2 separate regions of the Triticum aestivum genome follow, and region 1 is linked to region 2. Evidence: chromatin contacts called from public Hi-C data. All regions are on one chromosome and are shown on one strand. Each heading gives the region's core, a stretch centred on a gene start, on an enhancer-like site or on the middle of the called end of the contact. The rest is flanking DNA. Distances are from core to core; before and after follow the strand shown. Region 1 holds the start of LOC123112251 (beta carbonic anhydrase 5, chloroplastic). Region 2 holds the start of LOC123116300 (protein MIZU-KUSSEI 1).

Evidence for each region. Hi-C and Micro-C count contacts between places; a contact is called where the count stands out from the background.
Region 1: a contact with region 2 is called in a Hi-C map of leaf, with 4 times the contacts expected there. The contact joins the promoter of LOC123112251 here to the promoter of LOC123116300 in region 2. A contact is called at or near these places in 2 of 5 Hi-C or Micro-C datasets (both in leaf) and 1 of 1 datasets of contacts at active chromatin or transcription factors (leaf).

What each region holds. Positions count from the first base shown.
Region 1 is chr5B:426,094,140-426,096,839 of IWGSC CS RefSeq v2.1, reverse strand. It overlaps LOC123112251 (beta carbonic anhydrase 5, chloroplastic), which reads left to right and starts at 1,272. Exons shown (of 9, transcript XM_044533199.1): 1 at 1,272-1,679. The coding sequence starts at 1,483.
Region 2 is chr5B:425,433,512-425,436,211 of IWGSC CS RefSeq v2.1, reverse strand. It overlaps LOC123116300 (protein MIZU-KUSSEI 1), which reads right to left and starts at 1,327. Exons shown (of 1, transcript XM_044537278.1): 1 at 250-1,327. The coding sequence starts at 1,244. The coding sequence ends at 477.

The DNA of each region.
Region 1 (2,700 bases), core at 23-2,522, 660 kb before region 2:
ATTGTATATATTATTATTATTTTCTGAAAAGTTGGTCAAAGATGCACGTGTTTGACTTTGGGAGCATGAAGGGAACCACTAGTAGGGAAGTTTATCATCCAATCGTATGCAACAAATAAGCATCAAAGCTGGACAACAAGGTGGACTAGGTGAACCTAAAAGAGAAAATACATCACATGGGGTGTGAGAACATGTAGCCCAACTTATAATTGGTCACACGGACTATCCGGACTCCACCAGCTTTGGTTTGGGTATATAGGAACTTTGACGTTTGAGCTGGCCCGCAAACGTTTGAAGGCAAAAATTGTCTGGATCGCATTGTCCGGCCGTTTAGACGCGATTTGATGCACACCATTGGAGTTGCCCTAATAACAACCGTGCTTATCTCCTCGCAGAAAAAAAAACGTGCTTATCTAGGGCACCAAACTATCCAAAAAAAAAGTCACCGCAAAAAAATGAAAATAAAACAAAATTTTAGGGCACCAAACAAGTTGTGCCACTTGTATCTTGAACCGACGATGACTCCAGATCGTACTTCAGTCGACAGCATTCTTGTACACTTGTTCCGCCTGTGGCATCTCCCATTTCCTTGGCGAGGGCACCAACCAGATCTGGCCGCCTCGGCTAGATCCAAATCGAAGGACCCCATTGCGCACCAGACAGCATTTTCCCCACTGAGCAACGAGCACCTCGGATAGCACTCGCGCTCTCGTCACGTGGCCAGCTCTTGGTCGCAGAGCCGTCGCCGCGCTGTTGGTCGCCGACCACCGTGTGGAACACAGGGACAGAGACGCACGGGGCCGGGCGCACGTCGTTGGTGGGGACGGAGCACGGGAGTACGGGACCGCGCGTGCCGCACGTTACCCCCACCCCGTTTTGCTGGAGGATAAGGGCGAGCCCGGCTCAGCCGATACGGGCGCGGGCTTACCGGCGGCATAGGCAGCCAGCCAGCGTACATGGACGTTCGCCGCGACGTGGTTTCGCCAAGCCGGACCGCCGGCGTCCCGCTTCGCCGTCGGTGCGCGGGTTCGTTCACGTCGTGCACCGATCCCTCACTGGTAATGGCAAAGGAGGAGCGTTCCTGAGCCCACGACCAGGAAGAGAATCCGCGCACGTATAAGCGGAGTTGCGTGTCCGAACGGCCGTGTATGCAAAGGTGGAGACTGATTGGTACGTGACTCAGAGTTCCTATCTGCACGGCCCATGTCAATCATCACGAGTTTTAAAGAGAGTTCATGGTTTCTCCCTCGCCTCCGGCCACCACACGTCCAGTCCAGTCCAGTCCACGCCGCCAGCGCCCAACAAACCCGTTCCTTTCGTCTACCTGTCCGCTCCGGCCTGCTAGACCCATCCATCCATCCGTAGCACGTACTGTACCGCACGGAACCGCATCGCACCACTCGTTGCTGGTTTTTCTACCCACATGTCGCTCCAGGCCTCCAGCTAAGGGGGCCATTTCCGCCGGGAACCTGCTGAAGTTCTATGCTCCCGTGGTCCTTGCGATCAGCAGCTCGCCGCTTGGCTGCCGCCACACGCGCAGCAGCCTCGTCTGCGGTGGCGGCTCGATCACCTGCGCCGGCGCCGGCAACGTGGCAACAAAGGCCGCCTGCTGTCGACGACGACAGAGAGCACCAGCAGAGGGCCGCCGTGTGGGATGATCATCGCCGTCGACCTCGCCGGTGAGCGTGCTAACTAAGCTTGTGTTTGATCAAGAAATGTTGTCATGTTCGGTTCAGAGACTTCTCTCTGCGTCGCAATTGATCGCATGCTTGTCTGGCTTCGCCCGACTGCCGACTGCCCAATGCCCAGTTTCGTTCCCTTCTCGCGTTGCTTGATCAAGCTAGCATCCATGCTGTTTACTGGAAGATACACGAACCCATCTGCTCCTTTTGCCAACAAGTAATGATCATACTAGTACGTTGCTAATGAGTGTCGATCGCTAACTACTCCGAGTTAATGTTTATCTTTTCAACATTAACAGGCAGTAAGTTTGTACAAACCAACATTAACATAGTACACGTAGGGTAGGTTGACAAGACAGTGATCCAGTATTCCAATGGACACAGCCCGATTATTCAACTGTTGATGATGCGTCGACAGGGGCAACTCGATAAGCCATGCTCCCTTTTCGAAAGAAAAAAAAAAGATAAGCCGTGGTCCCGTCAAAAAAAAAATCGATAAGCCATGGATGGCCCGTGGCCGTGGGCCCAGGAACCAAAAAAGTCGCGAAGCCTCGCACGGCACCCACTCCAACTTCTGCGGAATCCGACGGCCAGGATCTTCCCATCAGAGCAAACCAAGGGACAACCGTCCAAGACGTCACCCCCAGCACACTCGTACAGCTGTACACTCCTACTCCACTAATCTAACCATCGACGCTTCCGCCGCTCAACGGCCCAACGACCCTAATTTATTCCGCACCTCCGCGCCGCGCCGCCCGGGCCTCGGTTTCTCCGTCGCATCGCCGTCGACCCCTCCTCGGCGCCCCCGTAAAAGCCTCGGCCATCGCCGCCCCTCCTCAAATGCCCGAGACCCCCACGACCCCTGGCGCCTACCCGTCCACACCACATGGCCCCCAGTCTCCTCCGGCCCGCCTCCCCGTGCCGCCCCCTCGCGCCGGCCCCCTGCGCCGCCGGCCCCGGCCGGAGCCCCGGCACCGTTTCGGTGAGTGAGACTCCCCCGCCTTCCCATTTCCGGGGC
Region 2 (2,700 bases), core at 78-2,577:
TTATAACTGTTGTTGCTGCATATAATAACTTAAAGCTGAGAAAAATCACGCTCTAGCTAAGCTAGAACTCTGAAGTTTCTTGTACTTACAGTGAGGATATACTGCAGTGGTTCTGTAACAAGAACAATTGGTAATTAAGATCTAAAGTTCTAAACTGATTTGATTTTTTGCTGTGATCTGTTGTATTTTTACCTTTCTAGGCAACTGATCTGTCAACGACTCGCAGCAGGAATTCAGTCTCGTCCCAACTGAGAAGGGCAGAGGTAACTGTCCAGCATGGATGGATATGTACATTAAACTTGCTATATTACACATAATCTCTCTATGTATATTCCAATTTCGCCGAAAACTGATGTGACCTGCTCGCATGAGGGATTGAGGGTATCCAGAAAGAGAAGCAAAATAAGCGTCTGTTTGGGTCGCTGCATTGGAGTTGCTACTATACGGAAGACGAAGCACTGATCTCTTTACTTTGTTCACTTCATTCTCACTAGGAAAATGCTCAGCTCCGGTGCGCTGCCGTCGTCGTCGCCGCCACCATCGCCTCCAACGCCACCCTCGTGGGGGTTGATCATGTAGAACGCCTCGGAGTCCTTGGAGCCGACGACGCGCTCGACGCGGGCGCGCACGTACGTGAGCTCCCCGTCGGGCCCCGCGGGCACGCCGCCGTCCTTCTCGGGCGCGGCCGGCAGCACGCCGGCGCCCATGGAGACGCCGCGGAGCAGGCGCATGACGTGGCGCTCGTCGTCGGAGGCGTCCTTGCGGCGGATGGAGTAGCCGGCCTTGCGGCCGTTGCAGAAGACGGCCCACACGTACTCCTCCACGAGCCGGCGGCGCGCGCTGCGGGTGTCGCTCTCCAGCGCGAGCTTGACCACCCCGGACGCGATCTCCTTGTGCAGCGCGCTGGTGAGCATGGGCAGCTCGATGAGGAACACCGGCGGCGCGCGGGTGTCCTCGTGGATGGCCAGGCTGACGCGGCCGCGCCGGTGGCCGAAGAGCGTCACCGTCGTCGCGTGGTCCGCGAGGAGCGCCCTGCTGTTGTGCCGGCCCAGCAGCGCCACCATCTTGCACCCCGACGAGAGCATCGGCATGAGCTTGAACATCTTGAAGATCCCTCCTCCATGCCCGCCTCCTTTGCCGTCGCCGCCGCCGCCACCGGCGCTGTCTGGGGTCTTGGTCCGGCGCCCGTTTGTGGACGGCCGGAGCAGCGACCGGAGACTGGGGCCGTCGATGAAAGACGGCATCGACGAGTGAGATAGAACCTGTACTTGGCGATCGAGTTGGTGCAGCGAGGCTTTTTTCTTAAGCAAAGGGGCTTCCCTTGTCGTGCGGATATATAGCCAGCCGGCCAGCCATAGGGACGAGGGAAAGAGCATGATTGGTTCGATGCCAAAAGTTGGTATGCCAATATTTGGCAAATGCCAAATGTTGGCTAGTGATTGGTTGGCTATCAACTTTTCTTCTCAACCTCACAAAAAAGTTGCCAACATTTGGCAACTTTTGATTTTGCCAAATGTTGGCTTGCCAAATATTGGCAATGCCAATTGTTGGCATCAAACCAATTATGCTCAAAGAGGTTGGCTCGTCGTTATTGCGCTGTGTACCGTACCATCGTGGAGCCTGATCGAACTCATCGTTTACCTGCTGCTGCTTGGATCGGTCCGGGCGTCCCCTCTGCATCTGAGCGTGACCTGACATGCATTTCCATATAGTTCGATCCGTGCTCCTTGTACAATTCTTAGGTACACTTATGTTGTACTGACTACCGTCCACTGAGTACTCCCTCCGTTCGGGGTTAGCTGTCGCTGAAATGAGTGTATCTAAATGGATGTTGTACTGTATATAGTTGCTACCACAGAGTCGAGATGGATGACCTGGCGAATCATGAGTTACCGCCGATGATGTTTGATGCTCGCATATCACCACCATCACACCCACCGGCCCGGGAGATCTCCAAGCCGTTGGTGGTACCGCCACGTTTCGCTGATGACGTGGACGAGGAAAGGAAGGGGCAGGAGGCCCTCACTTCCGTCTCTTCAGCTGCAGGCACCCGGTGCGCCAAGACCGTCGTTGGGAGGGGGGGGCAGGAGGCCCTCATCTCCCGTGGCGACTCCTTGCAGACCGGCCGTTGTGGTGGGTATAGGGACTGCCGAGCAGGAGGCTCTTCAGTCCCCTTCTCCAATAGTACCTTCTGGAGGTGCTACTTCGGCCGCGTCCCCCGTCTGTTCGCCAACCATGATGGGCGGGTGTAAGCTCGGGGATCAGACACCCCGAGAGAGGACGGCTGAGGAGATTATCGCTTTTGGTGGGATCTTGGACCCGGTGTCGGCTGGCAGGCGTGTCAGCAACCGGATCCGGGAGCAACTAGACGCGGACGACTTGCAGTTAGGGCGTGCCATGAGGGCAGCCAAGCGCCGTGATGTCGAGGCAACTACATGTCATCTTCAAGGCTACGACATGGATCCGTACGCGGTCCTTACTCATTCCTACGGACTCCAGGAAGCCTTTGGTTACTGGGTGCAACCAGTGGGAGATGATAGCACGGGCTATATTCAACCGGTTTGAATGACGGTCTCATAATAAGATGGGAGTCTAGGGATCTTGTCTTATCATACCTACCGGTTGTGGCAATGAGTTTTTATTTTTCTTTTTGCTCTGTTGGCGAGCTGTAATGAATCTAAGACTTTGTATTGCTTTGAA